2 separate regions of the Sus scrofa genome follow, and region 1 is linked to region 2. A link is a contact called in public HiChIP or PLAC-seq data. All regions are on one chromosome and are shown on one strand. The core of a region is the stretch at or near the end of the contact, and the rest is flanking DNA. Distances in the headings are between cores, read along the strand shown. Region 1 holds the start of MAP4K1 (mitogen-activated protein kinase kinase kinase kinase 1). Region 2 holds the start of PSMD8 (26S proteasome non-ATPase regulatory subunit 8).

Region 1 (2,944 bases), core at 16-2,515, 190 kb after region 2:
ACAAAAACTTTAATGTAAGCGCCGTCGTCTATCTATTGCCCATCCGAGTGACCATCACCCCACTCCCATTTTATAGATGGGGAAGTTGAGACTCAGAGAGGAAATATACGTTTAGGGTCAAGTGGAATCAAAGCCAGGTCTTTGGGCTCCAGACCCATGGCATCCTCTGTTGTTCTATGCTAACCTGGGAGACAGGGCACGGGTCTCACAGGTTGTGGAAGTTCGATGGGGACAGAGGAGCCCAGGATGCCAGGTCTGGGGAACAGAGATCATGACCGAGGCATCTGGGATATTAATTGGGGGGTCAGGAAATTAAGGGGTTCACCTTCAGGAACAGAAAGTGAAAGTGGGGGACCTGAAGAGCAGGACGGTGAAAGATGCGTTTTAGGGGACTCGTTTTCAGGTTTGGTTACTATGAAGGGATCAACTGGAGGGCCCCCGGGTCAGAAATGAGAGTTCTGGATTGGAGATTCGATCTGGTCAAAAAAGTGGGACTTTGGTCCAGGATTGGAGGTCAGGTTAGGGGGTCCCCTGGTCAGGAACGGGAGTTTGGGGGTGGAGGCCGGGCTGGGTGCCAGGGCAGGTCTGGGGCTCATCACCAGAGATAACTGCCGTGGTAGGCCACGATGTTGGCGTGCCGACAGGTTTTCAAGATGAGGATTTCCTTCTGAAGTGTGGACACATCATCGTCTGCAAGGAAGGGCAGAAGAGAAAAGGCCGCTGCAGGGAGGGAGTGTGGGGAGGAGGGAGTCAGGGAGGGGGGGGCGCCACCATCCCGGGAGGTGGGGGGTGTGGGGAAGGAGCTCCTGGGTCCTGTCCTCACCAGGCTCCATCTTCACCATCTTCAATGCCACCAGGTCCCCCGTCACCTTGTCTCGAGCCTTGTAAAGGGGAAGTTGGCAGTCAGGCGGGCTCCATTTGCCTGAGTCCTCCTCAGCATCCCTGAACCAAAACCAGGGACCGGGACCCTCTCGCATCCCCTTCCCTTCTTGGGTCTCCCCCCAAAGGTCACTGGCTTGAGGGTGATGGAGAAGGACAGAGTTCCTCACCTTGAAGACTTCCCCATAGGTGCCGCCACCCAGCCGCTGCAGCAGGTCGTAGTGGTCCCGGGGATCCCTATTAAAAATGTCGGGGTCCACGAGGTCCATTCCTGGGGGCCAGAGCCGGGCCTGCGCCCAGGGGCCAGCAGGGCCTCAGGGCTCAGATCGCTGGCACCTCCCTCCCTCCCCACACGCCCTGCACCCGCCTTGCCTCCACCCGCTGTGGCCTCCCCCCTCCCCACTCTCGCTTCCTGCCCCAGCTCAGGGCTGTGCAGCCGGCTCCACCCCCTGTCCCCTGGGCCCTGAGAGCCTGTTAGGGGCAGCTTGCCTTGGGACCCAGGGGACCCCCCCCTTCACTTCCAGGCTGAATGTAAACCAGATGCAAACTATCTTAATTGTGACCCGGAGGGTGCCCTAACACTCCTTCCCCCATTCTGGGTGGCGGCCAAAAACTACAGTTGAACCTCAGCTGAGTGCTTGAGAGTTTGGCCACGACCGGGAGATGGCAGGTCTGCACAGAGATGGCCATGCAGTGTATGTCACTGTTCACCTGGAGCGCATACATGCACTTAGTGGTAACCCCTGTGCGGTGCAAAGGGCAGTCGATACGTGTGAAAGTACTCAGAGCATATACCTCCACATACATAACACATGCATGTGCATTCATGCCTGCAGTGTGAAGAATCTGCACATAACTCACGAGGCGCTCGCCTTCACCCACAAGACTGGAGCCTATAGGGACTGGGCGTGAGCTGTGGGGTTTCAGTAGCCTCTCACCCCGGCCATTGCCAGCAGAGCACAGCGGCTTTGCGGGCCGCTAACCCTGGCGTTAGGTTGGAGCTTGGGGACCCGGTTCAGGGCTGGAAACTGCGGTGCTCTAGATCCTGCCTCAGGGGTCGAGGCCTGGAGCAAAGGGGGCCTCCGAGAGCACCTTCCTCGGGACTTGGCCATGGCCCAAAGGGACTTCAACAAGTGCATTCCAACACAGTTTTGAGTTCACCACAGCGCGCAGCGCGACGTGCGTGCTCGCCGTCAGGGATTCACCTCCTTCCCAGGGACCTCGCGCGCACATCCCAGAGACTAGGACTGGGTACGCAAGGCCCGGGAAAAGCTCAGCCCCGCCTCCTCGCCTCGAGAGGGCGCCTGCGCACTGAACTAGACTGGTCTTTTACTCACGCCTTTGGTCCTGCTCAAGTGGAGCGTATGCGCACGCGCCAACTGCGCACGCTGGGAAGAAGTCACGTGGCAGCCGGAAAGCGCGGCAGCCGCAGCTAGAGCCTCCTCCATCTTCGCCTCCAGGGCTGGAGAGGAAACAGTGACGTAGTTTCCGTCTCCACCCGCAGTTCCTTTTCCGGTCCTCGAGGACGCCGTGCCTGTAGGATCTTCGGCTTCAGTCCCGGTGTGGGAGGCAAGAGTAGTCATGGCGATGTTTGAGCAGATGAGAGCGAACGTGGGCAAGTTGCTCAAGGGTATCGACAGGTCTGAACCTGGTCAGAGGGAGCGCTTCTGGCCAAGCAGGATGGAGGAGGGGATTTTTCGGGAGACAGCAAGGGTGGTCTGGATCCTGGGCTTGCCCGGGAGTGGGGTTTTTTCAGTCGTCTTGGAGATGTTTAAGGAAACAGCACTGCAGAGGCCTTATGGCGGGCGATAAGCTTGTCTACCGCTCAGTCCTCCCTTTTTTAATTGATGTAAGGCCTCTCTCTCTGCTTCTCGGCTTCCCCTCACTTTCCTTTCTCTCCTCCTCAGTCTGTCTCTCTCAGTGCCTCTTTCTCTCTCCCCCCTCCCATATCATTCATCCAATACATGTTTACTAAAATCTGTTTTGTCAGTGCTGGGCACTGCTGCGAACCAGAAGTGACCAAGAGAGTCACAGGCTGTGCTTTCACGGAGTTCCCGGTTCAGAG
Region 2 (2,700 bases), core at 178-2,677:
CTGATAGAATGAGAGAAAGTATTTGTAAATCATGTATCTGATAAAGACTAATATGTAGAAAATAAAGAACTCCTTTCCCTGGTGCCTCAGGGGATTAAGGATCCCCATTGTCCCTGCTGTGGCGCAGGTTCCATCCTTGGCCTGGGAAATTTCACATGTTTTGGGTGCAGCCAAAAACAAACGAAAATGAAAATAAAGAACTCCTCTGACTCAACAACAACAAAAAACCACAAACAACTCAATTAAAAACGGCAAAGGAAAAAAATGGAAAAGAAAAAAAAAAAAGGCAAAGACTTGAAGGAGTTCTGTGGTCAAGTCAGCAGGTTAAGGATCAGATCCTGTCACTGTAGTGGCCGGGTCCAAAACAAAGCAAACAAAACAAAACATCTGCACGATATTCCACAGTGTGAATATGCAATTGATTTAATGGTTCCCATATTGATGTTTGGATTATTTTTGTTTGTTTGAGCCACCAGGATGTGGTGGAAGTTCCGGGGCCAGGGATTGAACCCATGCCATAGCAGCAACCCAAGCCATAGCAGTGTCAACAAGGAATCCTTAACCTGCTGAGCCGTAAGGGAATTCTGAAGCTGTTTTTTTATAAAGTGTCAAAAATATGTCCATTGATCTCCAGAGATCTCTTTAGTGTATTCCTTTAAAAAAAAAAAAAAAAAAAAGGCATGTTGCATTTTGGAAGGTATGTATAGTATGATGCAGTTTTTCTTTAAAAACTGTTAAAGACAACTTATTTACATATCCATTCATCCACTCATTCAACAAATATTCATTGTCTACCACAAGCCAGGAATACAACAGTAAAAAAAAAAAAAACCCAATAAACATCCCTGCTGTCATGGAGCTGACTTTCTAAATGACAGAGACAAGAGAACTCAGAAAAAGGAGAGACGTTAAGTAGGCAGGTGTGGTATATATGGAGGAATAACAGGTAGGGATAAAAAAAAAATTGGGAATCCTCCCCAAAATGTGGCATATAAAGCCGTTAATATTGGATGATTTTTAAAAATTTATTATAGTTCATTTACAATGTTCTGTCCATTTCTGCTGTACAGAAAAGTGACCCAATTATATATACATTCTTTTTCTCATATTATCTTTTTCTTTTCTTTTTTTTTATTATTTTCTCATATTCTATCATGTTCTATTACAAGCGATTAGATATAGTTCCCTGCTCTATACAGCATGAAGCCTGGATGATTTTTATAAAGCTTCCCTGCATTTCTTTGAGTTTGGGAAGGTGCACTGAGAGATTAGAGAGAAAGACCCAAAGTCAAATCTCAGCTGTTAGTCTCTTGGAAGTTTATGAAGCCTCTCAAACCCGGTCTATAATACAGGAAGAATAACATCGCTCTCCAAACAGCTCCACCACCTAGACAAGAACGCAGCGTCCGGAAAGACCAAGCTGAAGCCAGGGCGGCCATATTGGCTCCGGGAGGAGGGGAGGCGTTGTAAGCGCTGCCCTTTACAGTTTGCAGACTTCCGGTCACCATCTTGAGTGACAGCAGAGGCGGAGCCCCGACCGACATGTTCGTGAAAGGCCGGCCTTCGAGGGCACCTCCCCGAAAGCGACTGAGCACCAAGCGCGGAGTGCGGAGGCCCACAGTCGCAGCCCCGCCCCCGGCTTTGGGCTCCACCTACCGAGCCCACTTCCGCCGGGCAAGCGGCAGTAGGCGTCGCTGCCGTAAATCGGCTCGGCGGTTTGCCGCATCACGGAAGATGGCGGCCGCGACGGTGAACGGGGTGGCTGGCGGCTCGAGCTCGGGGCCTGCAGCGGCCTCGGGCGCAGTCCTGCAGGCCGCAGCCGGTATGTACGAACAACTCAAGGGCGAGTGGAACCGTAAAAGCCCCAATCTTAGCAAATGCGGTGAAGAACTGGGCCGTCTCAAGGTAGGGGTTACCGGGGGCGCTTCGGGGGGCCCAGACCGAACCTAATTCTGGGCTCAGGAGTGGGCCACATTGCTGGCGGCACCAAGGCGGGCTGGGCGATCCAATGGGGTGAAGAATTCGGAACAGCGAAAGTTCGGGCTTGGAGGGATGAAGAAGTGAGAGGGACCTGGAATGGACCAAATGCAGCCCCACGGTGGGGGGCAGGGGGCGGCGGTGACGGAGAGAGTGGTTCGAGCATAGACGAGTGAGAGGTTCAAATTTTGGTGCTTAGAGGCTTAGCTGGCTGGAGTGGCAGGATGGGGGTGTCGGAGTTTTTTTCTGAGGGAGGGTTCTGGACGACGCCAAGTGGGGAATGAACAGTGGACGCGGTGATGGAAGAAGAAAGCTGAGATGATGGGGTGCGTGGTTAAAACCAGGCCACATGAGGGTCTCAGATCAGAGGCTTAGGCGTGCATCTGAGGGGGAGGGGCCCAGCCAAGTTGAGAGGGCAGGATTGAACCTAGGAAAAATATTCTTTTCGTAAAGGACCAGAATGGTGCTGGAGGTGCTTCAGGCCAAGTGTGGGAGTGAGGACAAATACAGTGGCCTGGACCAAGTTGCTGAGGGGGTGTCTTTGATAAGGGATGATGTGTGGGCTGGACAATGGGGAGAGGTTAGCCCCCCCCCACCTTCTTGGTGTAGGTGGAGGGGAGTAGCTGGGCCCATCCCAACAAAGTGTGGAAAAGGATTGCCAAAGAACTGAAGGTGCTAGTGCCCCTCACCCCCACCCCCTTGATTGCACTGGGTCAGGCATGG

What was found. HiChIP or PLAC-seq counts read pairs in DNA pulled down with a chosen protein or histone mark.
Region 1: an H3K27ac HiChIP or PLAC-seq map of alveolar macrophages shows a contact between it and region 2. The contact joins the promoter of MAP4K1 here to the promoter of PSMD8 in region 2. A contact is called at or near these places in 1 of 5 promoter capture datasets (liver), 6 of 47 Hi-C or Micro-C datasets (blood, embryonic fibroblasts, liver and 1 more) and 1 of 2 datasets of contacts at active chromatin or transcription factors (alveolar macrophages).

The regions. Positions count from the first base shown.
Region 1 is chr6:47,473,825-47,476,768 of Sscrofa11.1, forward strand. It overlaps MAP4K1 (mitogen-activated protein kinase kinase kinase kinase 1), which reads right to left and starts at 1,266. Exons shown (of 32, transcript XM_021094343.1): 1 at 1,050-1,266; 2 at 824-881; 3 at 600-690. The coding sequence starts at 1,148. It overlaps EIF3K (eukaryotic translation initiation factor 3 subunit K), which reads left to right and starts at 2,360. Exons shown (of 8, transcript XM_003127119.5): 1 at 2,360-2,519. The coding sequence starts at 2,461.
Region 2 is chr6:47,288,464-47,291,163 of Sscrofa11.1, forward strand. PSMD8 (26S proteasome non-ATPase regulatory subunit 8) reads left to right here and starts at 1,428. Exons shown (of 7, transcript XM_005664584.3): 1 at 1,428-1,905. The coding sequence starts at 1,543.